2 separate regions of the Anas platyrhynchos genome follow, and region 1 is linked to region 2. Evidence: chromatin contacts called from public Hi-C data. All regions are on one chromosome and are shown on one strand. Each heading gives the region's core, a stretch centred on a gene start, on an enhancer-like site or on the middle of the called end of the contact. The rest is flanking DNA. Distances are from core to core; before and after follow the strand shown. Region 1 overlaps ANKS1A (ankyrin repeat and sterile alpha motif domain containing 1A). Region 2 overlaps BLTP3A (bridge-like lipid transfer protein family member 3A).

Region 1 (7,347 bases), core at 1,869-4,368, 39 kb after region 2:
TCTGGAGACATGTGCGGCTTTGAAGTGCTGCAGGCTGATTCAGGGATGACAGCAGGGTGGTGAGTGGCTTTCTCTGCCTTTTCTCTGAACTTTCCTGGACGGTTGAGTCCTGGCTGTGACCTTGGCGGATATTTACAGCTTTTACCCTGGTCTTTGTGCTGAATGTTAGGAGTTGGTAACCTCCTGATGCTCACAAAGCCTCCTGGTGCAGGTTCTTGCTGAGTTATTCCCATTGCCGTAAACCTTTGTAACTTTCCCTGTCTGGCCTGAAAAGGTGGGACAAACTCTTCATTCAAAGACCTAATCCCAGAGTCCCCACCTCCTCTCCCATAGTGGTGGTGGTAGGGAGCGTTCCTGCTATTTTCCTACTATTTTGTTTCTGGGAGCTCTGCTGTGGTTCCTACAGGTAACGCCCGAGACATCGTTCAGCTCATCCCGCAGAGGCACCAGGCACTGCGAGTGCTGCTCTGCAGGAACTGTGGGCTCTTTCAAAATAATCTTCCTGTGCTGATGTTTCTGTTTCTGCAGCCTGTAGTAGGCTTCTTTTCCTGTGTTTAGATCCCAAATAAGAAACTCAGGATCTTATCTTGGCCTGTCACTCTAATGCTATGCGTTGTGTAAATAAAAATGGGCTGGAAGGTTTGGTTTCTGTGAAGTCAGGAGAACTTCGTGGTGTTCCTACGGAGCTGGAGAGAAAGAGGAGGGAGGAGATTGACTCCCACTGCTGCCCTGACATCTGCATATAAATAGTTCTTCTCTTAAATCCTTTCCAACTGCACTTTTGGGTGATTTGACCTTTCTTTGATAAAAGCTTTCTGTATTTCCAAGACCGGGTAAGGGTGGGGTGGAAGGGAAGGATACAACAGCTCTGTTAAAAATATCTTCACATCCCATCGGTAGACTTCTCCCATACCCGGAGCTCAGCGTTGAACCTGCTCCATCGTGGACTCCAAGTTTTCTTTTCCTTTGAATTGCTGGAGGGAGTTCTGAGTTTGAGTACTCTCTAACATTAACCAGAAAATGCCTGAGGAGGTTTTAGGGAAGTGTTTTCCTCGCAAGGAGGCCGTGCTCTGGTGGGAGATGGCTTCGTGGGCTCCACTTCCCATTCTTGCTGCCCACTGGATGAGTCCCTTTGAGCAAGTGACTTGGTTGATGCTGGTGACACTACTAATCCTGGTTTTCTTTCATAAATATTCCTTTCAGCTGAAGTTTAAATGGTGCTGGCTCTTTGTATGTCTGCTCTGTAGGTTTTGGAGCTCAGCAGCAAAATCCAGCTCTGTTTGGCATGTAAAATGGCCAAACCTTCTGGCCTTGGTCAGGTTAGCAGTGTGTGGGGGTGTGTGCTGTATTTATAACTGCTCCAGACTATACACAAGGCTTCTGGCACTAGCTGTAACCATAAATTGCCACTTTAAATCCAGCAATAAGTTGTTTGGGCCACCGCACAGCATGAGCCTGCTGCCGAAAGTAAACCAGGGGCTGCGAGTGACTCAGGTCCCCTTCGTGCTGAGGACTGTGCAGCTGGATGGGGTAAGGCATTTCCTGCACTCCATCCTCTAGTACCTGGTGTCTCACATCTCCAGGACATGGTTCAAGCCATCATCCTGCAGCTGATGCTCGTGGCACTTGGAATGCACTGCGTGCATGCGGGGACTTGCTGTGTGCTTCTGAAGCTCAGGGCGGTGAGTGGGGCAGGAATGCCCCTGGATAAACCTCCTGATCCTTCCCAAATTGGATTTTGTGGCTTACTTCCCTGTTCCCCTGGATAAAGTTTCCCCTTAGCAGTGGCTCCAGTGGAGCTCGGGGCTGTCTCAGGACTCCAGAGCCCTTTATAGTGGTCTGCTGGATCAGGCATCGCGCGGCGGAGAGAAACTTTCCATTTACTTTCCATTTCATGGGGTGCTCGTGAATCCCACCTGAAAGGCATTGGAGAGTGAGCGTGCTGCTTAGTTTACTCCTGAATTTCCGCTTGGTCTGCACAGGATCTCCGCTGGTTTGGTGCCTTTCCTGATGCTTTTATACACTGGCGTAGCGTTTTCTGGCTGGGAGCCCTCTGGTAATGACTTTAGAAAACCCAGTAACTGCTCGGGCTGCCTCTATCATACAGTGAGCTGTGGTGATTTCGTGCTGGGGAGGAAGTGAAGGGATCAGGGAAGGCCTGGTTCGTTGGGGAGGGCGGGAGCAACAGTTAACTTGATTTAAAACCAATTACACTGGGGTTTAGGGGGTGCTGTTAACTTTTACCCCGAGTTTCAAAACAAAATAAAGGAGCAAAGTGTACTCCTTTAGGGAAAGAAGCGTTGTCTAGGCTTATAAATCCTGTATAACTCTTGGAAGTATTAAGTCTGAAACAGTCCAGCATACAGGGATGGATGGGGTGTGATGGGGAGGAGGGTGTTGAGGACAGGTTTGTTGGCTTTGAAGAACGTGACCGTGATGGGTTGGGTTCGTGTGCCCTTTCTGGACAAGGACAGTCGCACTGGTGAGGGGTGCCTGACCTGGTAGCAGCAGAGCCCAGCTCCTTCAGCAGCAAGGTTGAGAGCGGAGCCAGCTTCCTGCACGCGTGTTCCTGCACTGTTTTAAATAGGACACTGTGGAGGGATTAGAGGGCAGATTAATCCTGAAATCCTTGGTGTTCGACTTCTGAACAAGGGAGGGAAGTGTTTGCAAAAGCTCGGAGACCACATACTTTTTCGTATAGACTGCTAACAATTGTCAGATGGAAATGATTTTTGGGTGGTATGAGGTCGGTGTGGATCCACACCGGTGACCAGGAGCAGGCTCTGCATCCCACAGGCATCAACTCACCTCTAGGGACTTGGCATGGGGGTAAAAAGGCTTTCCCAAATCCATCACAATCCTTTGGAGGGGTGAGAGTTGGGGTGGGTTGATGGCTTACTTCTCTTGTGGTCAACTTTAATAGACAAACCTTCTGTTGAAGAAGCTTTTTGGTAAGCACGTGTGGCTGGAAGATGCCTGGAAGCGGGGGAACATGGGAGCTCTGATTTTGCAAAGATTTTAACAACTTGTTCTGATAAAGCATGGAGTAGTGATCGTGCTGTGTGCTCTGTGATGCTAACCCCTCTGCTGGACGCAGCGCTGTGCGGTCTGTTCTCTGCGTTACTGCTCTTAACCACGGCTGCCCAGCAGCCACCAGTTTGCTTCCAGATAACCAGCTCGGCGCGAGGAGTCTGCTGAAAGTTGCCAGCTGTCCGTCTGTTTGGTGTATGCCTAAGTGTTCCCTGTACGTTTTCTGTCTTGCAGCATCTGGAGAGGGCCAAATGTGAACTGCGTTGACAGTACTGGATACACTCCCCTGCACCATGCTGCTTTGAATGGCCATAAGTGAGTCATCTTACAATGCCTTTGCTCACAGGGGTTACGAGGTGCTGTACAAGCTACGGTTTGTGTAATTCACTCACCGATCTGATGCTGTTCCCACTGAAACGTGGCCGTGGTGCAACACTACACCATCTTCAGGACGAGAAGTGAACATCAGTGCAGCAAAGCTATAGAGGCTTTCGCTGCTGCACAGTGTGAACATAAATCTTTATAAAAATCTGGCAGAACGCTGAGGTTTTCAACCACCCTTTTATTTATAAACTATTTAGATAAGTTATAACGAGATATTAAAGGTGGCTTCTCCAGTAACAGTCCTCTGCAGTCTGTCTGGTGTCCAATGTGTTGCTGTGCCTGCACCACCTAAAATTTGCTTTTGTGTGTTATTACATTTTAAAGTAACTCTGGTCTTCAGTGTGGTAAATCTTGTTTTGTTCACTGCTACCTGAGGTACTGAGAAATTGAATAGAGTTAAAATCTTTGTTCATCTTCATTGTGCTGGTGCAATTTACTTCTCACCAGAGGGGCTTGTGGATGACTTCAGTGCCTGTTCAGCTCCATTAGTATGAAGGTAGCAGAGGTCTTCCCTGGACTCAGTAGTCTTTAATTTCTTTCCTTGGGCAGCATTGAATAGGAATGCTTTGAGATCACATTTCAAGAGGATCTCTGAAATACATCTGTTCAGAGGAATATTTTGTACAGTAGTCTTACTGGGGAATGTAAGCTGCGAGACGAGGACTGCATATCTTATGGATTCGAGTCTCCTTTTCTTGCAGGGATGTGGTGGAAGTTCTGCTGAGGAACGACGCGCTAACCAACGTAGCAGACTGTAAAGGCTGCTACCCTCTTCACCTGGCAGCCTGGAAAGGAGATGCAGACATAGTGAAGCTCCTCATCCACCAGGGACCGTCGCACACTAAAGTGAATGAGCAGGTTTGCGTATTTTTCTCTAATGCTCCGTTGAACTGTTTCCCTCGAATGGAAAGGGACTTCAGCTGACTCCTGACCCTCCCGAACTAGTAGCAGTTGTTATAAAGTTAATTGCTCCTGGGATATTGAGGGCGCTGCCTAAAGCAATGCCTCCAGGTCTGAGTTAGTGGTTGAATCCTAGTGAGGTATACGTGATGGTTCATACAGAGAGCTGTAGATGTATGTCAAGGGAACCCCTCAGCACCTAGGAAGCATTCTCCTGCTTTCATACTGGGCTTCTAAAACTAACACAGTTCTTCCTTTCAGTTGCTGGATAACTGAGAAGATTTCTAGTGCTGTCAAAGGATACATTGGCTCCCTTCTTTTGGGAACTAATCGAAGCAGCTTTTAGTCTGTGTTTGGCCATGCTCTCTTAGCTACTCTCCTGGCTTGCCTGTAGCACTTGCTCCAGTTAACTAATTTGTAAGTCATAGGATAATTTTAGCTCTACCCCACCCCACATAAATCCCTAGCTTAATCTTAATGATTTTTTTCTCAATCAGGCAAGAAAAACAACTTGTAACTTCCCTGTGGCAGTCAGCAGGTATCTCATAATTCCAGGGGAACTTCTGACACGCTACTGCAGGAAGTCCCAAATAATTCTTTTGCTTAAGACTTCACATAAGTGAATTGGTTGACTGAATGAGGCCAGCTGAGCAGAGCTTAGTTTATGGTTCTTCCCTGTGTCTAGGGTAGATATCAATAACAGGTTCAAATCAGATGATTAAAGCTACAGGGGCCCTGGGTTGTGCCCACCCTCAGGGAGGGATACCTCCTGTCCCATGAATCAGCTCCTAACCACTCAGGTTTTCATCCAAGTGGGGGCAAGTAAACCAAAATAAGCCTCTGCCTTAGTACCAGAAGGCTAAAAACGTGTATCCATTCAGGAGTTAATTCACAAGTAGGTCAGATACTCATGGCTCGAGGTTCGCAGAATCTGTCAAAGTTGAAGTGAACATCTGGGAGCTGCGAGTTTCTGCTGTTTAATCTTGATCTGCTGTGTATACTTTTTTCAGAAGCCGAGGAGCAAACTCCCCCTTCACGGAGTCGGGTTTAGGAGTCCCAATTCTGCTTCCAGCCATGCTTTGTGGGGACCAGAGTTTTCATGCCCAGGTGTTCTGTTCTGCAGTGTAAAGCTTGAGGCACCCGAGGCTAAATGGCTGCTTCTGAAGCATCACGAATTGAAAAATATAGTGGTAATGCTAATCACTACCACTCCTCAATTGAGCAGGAATTACTAATAGTGTGTGTTTTACTGTCTTTGTTGATAGCTTTCCAGCTTGGAGCTGTGCTTAGTAATGCATTTGGGCACAGCTGCAGGCATTCAGTCTGTTTAAATGGATTTGAGAAGTGCAGTAAACTGTTTACGATCAATCTGATAAGAATTGACTGAGGGCCGTGAGTATGAACTGCTCTGCTGTCAGAGCAGGACAGGTGTATGGGAAACCTTTGCAAAAGATTAAAAGCTTAGTGTAACCCTTCCAGGTAATGTTTCATTAATGTTTGTTTAGTAGGAACCCTTTTAAATGATAAAAGTCAGTCGAGTAGCCTGTGCTGCTCGAGTCCGGAGTCTTGTAAATGAAATGCGCAGTGGTTCAGGTTACAGGAATCAGCTGCTGGAATGGCTTCTGCTGTTAATAGCTTTGACTGGAACAAGATGCTGTGTTCTGTCACTTCACCCCTTGGGAGTCACCCATTGCTTTGTTGCTATATCTCACCCATTTCATTATCACATTTTTGTTCTTTTTCCTCTTCCTTTTTGTAGAATGCTCTTGAGATCAAAGAACTCAAAAAGTACGGCCCCTTTGACCCATATATCAATGCCAAGGTGTGTACTATGCTGACAGCATTTCACTGCATCATTACTCCAAGCTGCACTCGCGTGCTTCCAGGTGCAATGTCATCCAGTTGCAATAATACCTGTTCAGTTTGCAGCTGCTTGGGGAAAAGTAAAATGCAAACATTTATTTACTCTGGGTTTTTCTCTTCAAAGCAGTTATAGAAACATAATTTAAGGGAAGCTTTTCCTTACTTTCCTGGGGGCTCCTTCATTGCTTAGCCTTGTAGGACTCACGGTGATGGTCAGTTTGCTTGATTGGGCTGGATGACTTCCAAAAGGTAATGTTATTTCAATTCAAATGCTTTAGGTATTGTTTCATGTGCTAATGTTGCTGATAAATGCAAAGAGAAGGAATTTTTTTTTCCTGCTTAAACATGGATGCGTTTTCTCTGTGGGCTGTTTGGAGTGATTCTTCATGCCTTTTCTCCTACAAAATGCATACTGCTGTATTTGTTGTTTGAGTGGACAGTTAATTCTTTCGGTGGTGGCGGGGAGAAGGGATGGCAGTAACACTTACACCTCCCTTCCCAAGTCCTTCATGTACCGCTTATTACATCAGTCTCTTTTGGTGTGAAGTCTGTTGTGTCGTCTCACCCTTCAGCCCTGGTCTTCTGTTCCTGTTTTCTTGCCTGTTTTGCTCCTCTCTTGCTTTTAGTTGTTCCTGAGCTACAAAAAGGCATGACATCAGCACTTACGATGCACTGAGGCTGAGCAATTGAGGAAGCAAATAAGAAAGTTCCTGGGGTCACTTGTTCTGTCTCCCAGTGCATAGATGGTGGTGTTTTCTCAGACACTCACCATTTTTCATTTTTATTTATAGTGTTGCAGCAGCCCACTGATGGCATAATCGTCTGCTGATTTATCATAGGATGCTTCTGCTCTCAGCCACCATGCCACAGTTGCTTCCAGCCAATTATTTTAGACTCAGCCATCCGTGACATATTTATGTCTCAAAGTTCAGTTGAAACTTTCACTCCGCTTGATCTGCAGTACCTTAAAAACACGCTCAAAATTCCTGAGGTTGCTAACCACTGGGAGTTGTTTTTGCAGACTTCTATTTCAGGAAATACTCCAGCGCATACCTCTTCAAGTGCAAACACATTTACATGAAACTCATCCTTACCTGTGCTTTTGACAGGAATCCAGCTGGGAATTTTGTGGCAACAAATGTCTTTTGTGGAAACGTAGCTGAGTGGTTG
Region 2 (7,606 bases), core at 4,971-7,470:
TGAGCATGTAATAGATAAAAGAGATGGTTAAAAGCCTAGCTGAGGAAGTTGTTCTGTTGCTGTGGAGCATGCCAGTCTTTGATGCTGTTTTTCTTTTACAAGTACTAAAGTTTTGATTTTTTCCTCCTAACTGTGCCCATCTGTTTCTAATTTTGGGGCTGCTATTTCTGCTGTGTCAGCACATACGTGTTGGGGTTGATGGTGAAGTTCATTGCAAAGGAGATGAGTAAAACTCTGCTGCTTCTGCTTTTCCATCCCCACAGATACATCCCTAAGTCCTCAGAAAAGCCCCTTGGAGAAAGGCCGTGTACCTCCTTCAAGTTTGCCACAGCTCCGGCACCCTCCCTGGAACCGGCTTCGATCCAGCTGTGTGGTAGTTCGTGTGGATGACCTGGATGTTCACCAGGTAGGGATTTGAGCAGTGCCCGTGGACATCCATGTCCTTTTTTTTTTTTTTCTCAAAAGAAATTTAATTTGATGTGATGCAAATAAATCAGGCAAATCCCATGTAATCCAAGACAATCAAAGCTATGCAACCAGGGAACCCAAAAGCTGTTATTGTGTTGCATGTACAACTCTTAAACCTGGTATGAACTGCTGATAATTTTCATGTTCAGAGGAAATTGCATGCATAACTACAGAGTTTCTGCACTCTGTGTGTTCATGTCTAAACTTTCATAGGCAAGCCCAGGATAAAAGATTTCATGCATTCGAGAAGTTAGTGAGGATATGGATTTTTGACAGAGGAGGAGCATCTTACCTCATATTTCTGACCCAGGACAGAAAGGATCATTAGAGTGGATCAGGCCCTACATCCAGATACCGTGTACCCATTGTAAGAGCATAATCAGTACCAGGTATTATAATGGATTTAGCAACACGCTGTTAATCCTGAAGAAAGGTACAATAGATTTCAGTTCTGTTTGTTCACATCACCTAATTCTGATTGTTGTGGGTCTTACTAGCAGTGACACGAGATATAAAGAACTGAATTCCCTCAAAGGAGAGGAGTTGAAAATATTAGAAGGTAGAAAAAAGTTTTATTGTTACTTGAAAGCATAGTGTGTTTGATGTGTAAATGAGATAGATTGAATGTGGGAGACAGCAGGGTTACTGGGATGCTTTATTTTGCCAAACATGGGCTCTGCACAGCTGCATGCCATTTATATTTTCAGGTTTCTACAGCTGGTCAGCATAGTAAGAAACCTTCGACCTTGCTTTCATGTAATAGAAAATTCCTCAACCTTCCTGATCAGGTTTCTGCAATCCATATTGAATTCACAGAGTATTACTTCCCAGACAATCAGGACTTTCCAGGTAATACACCAAGGTTAGCACCTTCTTTCATAAGTTTCTTAAAAAATCAGTCAACTTTTCATTCTTTAGGTGTGAATTCTTGAGGCTTCTATGGGTGTCCATTTTTGTTCAGTTTCCTGGTGTTTGTCTGTTTGCCTGTCTAATTTTTTTTTCTTTTGCCTTTGAGATAGTGGGATAGAGTTTGCCTGGTACAAAGTGTGAGCATATAGAAGCTGCTTTGGTCAGCTCTTGGTGTTCTGCTCTGTTGATTTGCACTGGAGCAGGACTCTAGGGAGCTCTGAGTGCTCTGCAGCTAACTGGATGTGAGAACTGGAACATGTCACTTCTCTGCTGCATCTCAGCTTCTCCCTTTCATCAAGAGATCTGTCTTGCAGTGGGTGTTGAAGCCCTAAGCTTTGGTGTTGTCGATGCAGGTTGTACGCTGAGCTGCAGACTTCCTGAAAGGCCTTTTCTGCTATTATTAATCCATCTTGATTCTGTTCTGTTCTAGTTCCATGCCCAAACCTGTATGTACAGCTGAATGGTTTGATGCTTACCCTGGATACAGCAAGCATGCTCTGGATAAACCTCTTCTGTCTGGATCTTTATCGCAGCTTGGAGCAGTTCAAAGCCATCTACAAGCTGGAGGACTCAGGCAAACGTGATGAGCATTTTGATGTCCGACTGGATGGCTTCCGGCTGAAGGTACCATTCACTTCTCAGTCTTCAGTGTCCTCTCCCTTCTTGTTGTGTAAGGAACATGAGACCAGGACATAGCTGGAGTCCAGGCTGAGCATGTGAAATTCCCCCCTTTCCCCATCTGTTGTGTGTCTACTGCTTGAGTTAATTTTGTTTTCTTCTATGAGCAGTAAACAAGTGCTTAAGTTCTAGTCCAGAATAGACAGGCAAGTCGGTATTTATGAAAACAGTTTTAAGGAAAAACTGCTGGCTCAGGTAACCAAAAGTTGCTTTCTGCCCTTTGGAAACCACTTTGACTCACTCCAGTGAGAAAGTACCAACAGGCATGCATCTGCGGCATCGACATCTGATGGTGTTTGCCACTGACTACTTGATAGCAGTTTTGTGCAAAGGCTTAAAGGCCTGACCGTGTAGTAAGTACTTGCAGAGAAAGATCAAAGTGTGTAGTTGTGAGCTGAGCTGCTACACAACCCGTGGATGGTAAAAGAAGCTGAAATAAAATTAAGGTTAAATTTCCTTGCATCTGATTTCTCTTCCCTGATAGTTAATTTTTCAGATAAGGATGAGTTGAGAGTCTAGTCCAGCTCTTGGGATTTTAGTAGCGACCAAGACTTGTCAGTTATTTCTATATTCCACAGCTGATCTTCTGTGTAAGCAGCAGGATAGGCCTCTGCTAATTTCCCTTCTCACTGCTTAACTTCTAGTGTCTTTCTCTTCCCATAGCTCAACATCCCTGTGGAGAAGAAAGTCACTGACCACCAAGACCGTCCGCAGACGCTCTGCATCCGCGCGACGGAGATGACTGCCACCAACACCCGCCACGCTCCCTTCTGCAGCTGCCAGGACCTCCAGAGCCTCTTCCGTAAATTTGCCAGTTCGGAATTCTTCCACTCCAGCTACACCCAGTTCCCGAGGTCTCAGGATAACTTCAGCCTCCTTCACACCCTCTTCTTGCGCCATGCATACGAGGTGGATGACAGACCTCAGAAACATACGGGTTTTCCCCAGCCATTGCGCAAACTCTCTGCTTCTGAAGATCTGTGGTCTATGAATTTCACTGAGCTTTCCCTGGACTTTGAGGGTGCTGAGAGCTCTAAGGGCAGAGCCCTTAGCTTTATTGACCCATTTCCCCTCTCCATTTGGGCCTGTCTTCCCAAGAGATGGGGGCAGGCTCAGATATCTAAACGACAAGAATCGTCTGCCTCTGATATAAAAATCAAGCCTTCTGCCAGTTTCAGCAATCACTCCAAGAATGAAAACCTCTCCAGAGAGCATGGGGTTTGCCAAAGATCAAGGACTGACCAGGATCTGAAGAATGTCTACAAGGCCGCAGACACGATGGATGTCTTGGGAGAGTCTGAGTGTGAAATTGATGATGGAGTAGATGATAAAGAGCTGGAAGCCTCTGCTGATATCCACGTGCTTTTGTCCTCATCTGTTCACGTCAAAGTTCGGCTCAACCACTACCAATACTTGGTGCTGCTCAGGATGAAAGAAGTTCTGCAAACGCTACAGGAGCAGCTGGCCCAGGATACCCAGGAGGTGACTGGGTCTCCTTTAGATCCCATGTCTGCCTCTGTGGGAGTTCTGTTCCACAGTGCTGAAGTGGCCCTGCTCATGAACCCTGCTCCAGGCTCCTGCCTGGAACCCAGATCCCTCGACTCGGACACAACGAGCCTGATCGAGTCGGAGCTCTCACCCTCAGACAGCAAGGAGGGGCTGGCAGCTGAAGAGAAGGAGCAGAAATCTGAGACCAGTTCTGAGAAGGGAATGTGCGGGACCTCAAAGGTCCCAGAGGACAGGGAGATTGAAGGTACAGGTACCAACGTAACCGGTGTGCCACTGGAGAGGCTCCAAAGATCTGCAAGCGATGGAGCTCTGAGTACAACTCCGCAAGGTAAAACCGTGGAGGAGAAGGGTCTGATAGAGGAAGCACATGAAGCTGTAGAAGCCCTGGTTACAGAAAGACCAGAAGAGCCCAGCAGTCATCCTCAGAGCCCTCCTGCCCTCCCTTCTAGCCCAACCTTGGAAGTGCAGCCCGTGGAGAGAGGAAACATCGCTCTCAACGGCCAGGCAGAACTCATCCCTTTGAAGAACCTGGAGGTGGAGCTGTCCAGTGCGCTGCATATCACAAAGGATGCCACCAAGGAAGCTCTGCATGTGACTATGGACCTCACCAAAGAAGCCATGTCTATAACAAAAGACGCTCTGAGCTTGAGCCGGGAGAAGATGACCTCCACCATGCAGAAAATGCTCTCTCTCCCCCCAGCCAAGTGAGTGGAGCATCCTCCCGTGCATCGCAGCAGCAAGGCTGCCGGGAAGGAGGGGAGGTGCAGGCCAACTGCTCCCTTTCTCTGTGTGCCATATGGGCCAGAGAGAGGTTAGACCTTCATCTCTTGGGGATTGGTATAAGGATGCTAAAGCCTGCCTAATACCTGTATAATCCCAAGGCTAAGCTGTTTGCCTTTATTGATTTATTTATTTATTTTGTAGGGATTCTTTGCCCAAAGCAGAAGAGGGAGCAGTGACTCCAGGTGGAGGTGGCAGCAGGCGAATGCCTTTCTTCTCCATGAAGAGGACGGCGTCCCAGCACTCCTTTGACACCACATCCGTGGATGGGAGTGGTCCCGAGGACGGGCTGTCCGTGGACAGCGATGGCAGTGATGGCTTTGTGATGCTCACAGATTCTGGTAAGGACTACTCGTCCCCAGTCTCATTTCAGTTTTCTGCCATGGGTGACTGCCTCGTGCTGTGGTCTCATGGAATTCTGTTGTGCTATTCATTCTTTTTGCAGGTCATGAGCAGTTCACCCAAAATTACTCTTTCTGCTTTTCTAGATGGCTTTTTTTTTTTTTTTTTGAGGGAGAGAATGAGTATAAATGAGTGGAAAGGGTGTCCCCTGTACCATCACAGTGGTGTTCTAAGGTGTTTATTTGGCCATACTAGAGCAAGAACCATAGATGCATACAGGTGGGTGGACAGTCCATAGTGTTTGAGAGGGGTTTATTAGAGGATGGTTAGATTATATTAGGTATAGATACATTAGATACATATTAGATATATATAATCCCCTAATATATTAAATATATTAGGGGATTAAGGGATGGTTAGAAGTAGGGTGCACTGTGCATTGCACACTTCAGCGACGCATTAATTAAATTCATCTAAGGAGCTGGAGAGAGTTCCCTGGAGGTTGGAGTAAGCTGATAAGTCATGAGATTCAGGCAGATACTGAGATCAGGACTGCTTAAAACCAGAAGAAGAAACAGAATCAAACTGTTGTTGTTGTTGCTTCCATTTCAGAGCCCAGCCTGGACCCTCTTCCCTCAGGACATCTCCTTCAGGCCCACAACAACACGGGCAGTAGAGCAAGCCTGATGGCAGAGGATGAGGGTGGAGTGTCTCCTGAAATAAACAGCTCTACTTCACAGAGCGGAGAGGACCCCAGCCTTCAGCTGGTCAGAGTTTTGTTCCTCCTCACTGTAATACCGCCTCCAAGTGAATCTTAAAGTGAACTCAAAGTGCGGTGGTGGTTTAATAAGAGAGCTTGTCACTTGCTGTTACAGGTGTCAGTCCTGGTACTGAAGATGAATGAGGTGAACTGTGGAATAGAGGCACGAGGTGACGATTTGTCTGTTGCTTTACAAGTAATGAACGTGGTCCCAGAGCAACTGAACAACGTTGGGATGTGGCAATACTTGCGTGGCTATGTGGGTAAGATTCTGGCTGTTATAACCACACTGTGATAACTGCCACCCTCAAGGTGTCTTTCATTTTAACTGGTATTTCAGTGTTCATGAAACTCCCAAAGTACCTACACAGTTAAGCTAGATGATATCTGGTACAGTGAAACTCTAATCCTTGGTTGGGATTTTTTTTTTTTCCTGCTAGGATGCGTGAAATAAATTAAAAGAGGAATAAAGTTACCTAGGGAAACCCTGAAGTTATTCCTGCCCTGAGAATAATGCTTCTGGGACAGGGTACTTCCCCCCGGGTATGTTCAAATTTAAAATGCATGAAAACAAAAAACACAAAAACACAAGTGTAACCAAAAACTTTTAAGTGAAAGCCCGAGCAGGAGTTGTTGGACTCTTAGTTGTTTCTTCTTATCAATACTGTCTAGAGCCACAAGGGGGCAAAATGAATACAAGGTTTAGGTAGTGTTGAGGACTGACTGGCTCTGGAGAACTGAGTGGTGAGTTTCTGGCCAACTGGTGTAGGTGCAAGATGACGGCTACTTTTAGATGTGCACAGCTGGGGACAGAAGGCTGGCTCCAGGGGCTTGGAGAGTCTGGTCCTGGTGGTAGTTTCTGTGGTGTGAACTCTGGTCGTTTGAAACCTGGACTTCTTTCATGAGGAAGATGGCTTCAGACTGCTGCCTTTGTGAACTTGACTGTTCTGTGCCTGGACAGTGAAGGGCTTTTCAAAATTCTTATTTTGACCTAACGTCTTACTACTGATGTTCTGCAATGAGGCCTTTCTGCTTTGACTGTAGGAGATACAGGTGTGGAGAAGCCTTCAGTCCCTGAAGCTAAGAAGACCCAGCCAGAAGTGTGTTTGCGTCTTGAAGTAGGACCCAATGCTGCTGTGCACTCATCGCTTGCTGTTCAGAATGGCTTCCTACATATGCTGGTCCACAGCTACAGAGCAGAGCTCTTCATGTCCTTCCTCACCAACCTTGGCCCTTTCCTTGAGGATGAAATAATCCCCGAGGTGATCCCCATGGAGATAGAAGTTGTGGATGCCAAAATCACACTGAAGGTGGGTATATAGGGAACCAAGGTGGTATCCCGAGCAGAGCTCACTTGCATGATACTGCTTGGGTAAGGATGCTGTGAGATGGCCATGGGTCTGTAGAGGTCCTGTTTTCCTGACTGTGTTTTATTTGGTTTCTAAAAATTGCCTTATGGATAAACAAGTAACACAGAAGGGTTGTTGAGTGCTCAGATTGTTTAGAAACGGGAGCCTGACCTTCAGATTCTCTCCTCAGCTGTGTTGATGATCTGTTTTCAGACTCAAAGCAAACAGAATTAAATACTTCTCCCAATGTGAAATAAGAATTATTTGACTGTTTTTGTAAGAATTTAAACAATTATGGATGGAAGACAAAACAGCGTATAATAGCTGTCTGATACTTAGAAGGGGAGAAAACTGTCAGAAGTTCTTCTGAAAGCAATGTGTTTGCTCCACAGACAACCAGGAACTAGTGTGGCCAGATAGCAGCATAAAAACCTTCAGGCTTAGGGATATCGGCTTTATTTTGGTAGGTTTTTGCCTCAGGAATTCACAGGACAACTGTGAGAGTAGTGCTAAGGAAGATGGCCTCTCCTTAGCCTTTATTATGGGTATGACAGAGCTTTGTTGTGATCTGCGTGAGGGCCTTCCCCATGCCCTGTATATAAAGCCAGGCTTTTCCATATGGTGGGTGACCTCGATATGCTCTGGCAGTGCTGCCAGTGGTAACGTTACTCCTGTGAAGGCTGGGGGCAAGGGGAACCCTCTGTAGGATTGCCAGAGCTTTCACAACATTTCATCTCCTCTCTGCTTTTTTCTCTTTTCTTTTTTCCAGGATGACAGCCCTCGGGTATACCCTACCTCCCCTGGCCCTGTT

The links. Hi-C and Micro-C count contacts between places; a contact is called where the count stands out from the background.
Region 1: a contact with region 2 is called in a Hi-C map of liver, with 2.3 times the contacts expected there. The contact joins two enhancer-like sites. A contact is called at or near these places in 3 of 8 Hi-C or Micro-C datasets (liver, skeletal muscle and subcutaneous adipose tissue).

Annotation. Positions count from the first base shown.
Region 1 is chr27:4,245,338-4,252,684 of IASCAAS_PekinDuck_T2T, forward strand. It overlaps ANKS1A (ankyrin repeat and sterile alpha motif domain containing 1A), which reads left to right. Exons shown (of 28, transcript XM_072028566.1): 2 at 3,265-3,345; 3 at 4,116-4,272; 4 at 5,325-5,504; 5 at 6,074-6,136. Among named protein-coding and RNA genes, the nearest start is that of ANKS1A, 27 kb to the left of the region's middle. Within about 2 kb of position 3,119, at least 6 of the 8 cell types and tissues checked have an H3K27ac peak or open chromatin away from gene starts, as enhancers often do.
Region 2 is chr27:4,203,326-4,210,931 of IASCAAS_PekinDuck_T2T, forward strand. It overlaps BLTP3A (bridge-like lipid transfer protein family member 3A), which reads left to right. Exons shown (of 21, transcript XM_027444886.3): 11 at 264-406; 12 at 1,176-1,317; 13 at 1,808-2,001; 14 at 2,719-4,268; 15 at 4,489-4,685; 16 at 5,299-5,453; 17 at 5,562-5,709; 18 at 6,491-6,756; 19 at 7,565-7,606. Among named protein-coding and RNA genes, the nearest start is that of TAF11, 13 kb to the right of the region's middle. Within about 2 kb of position 6,221, at least 1 of the 8 cell types and tissues checked has an H3K27ac peak or open chromatin away from gene starts, as enhancers often do.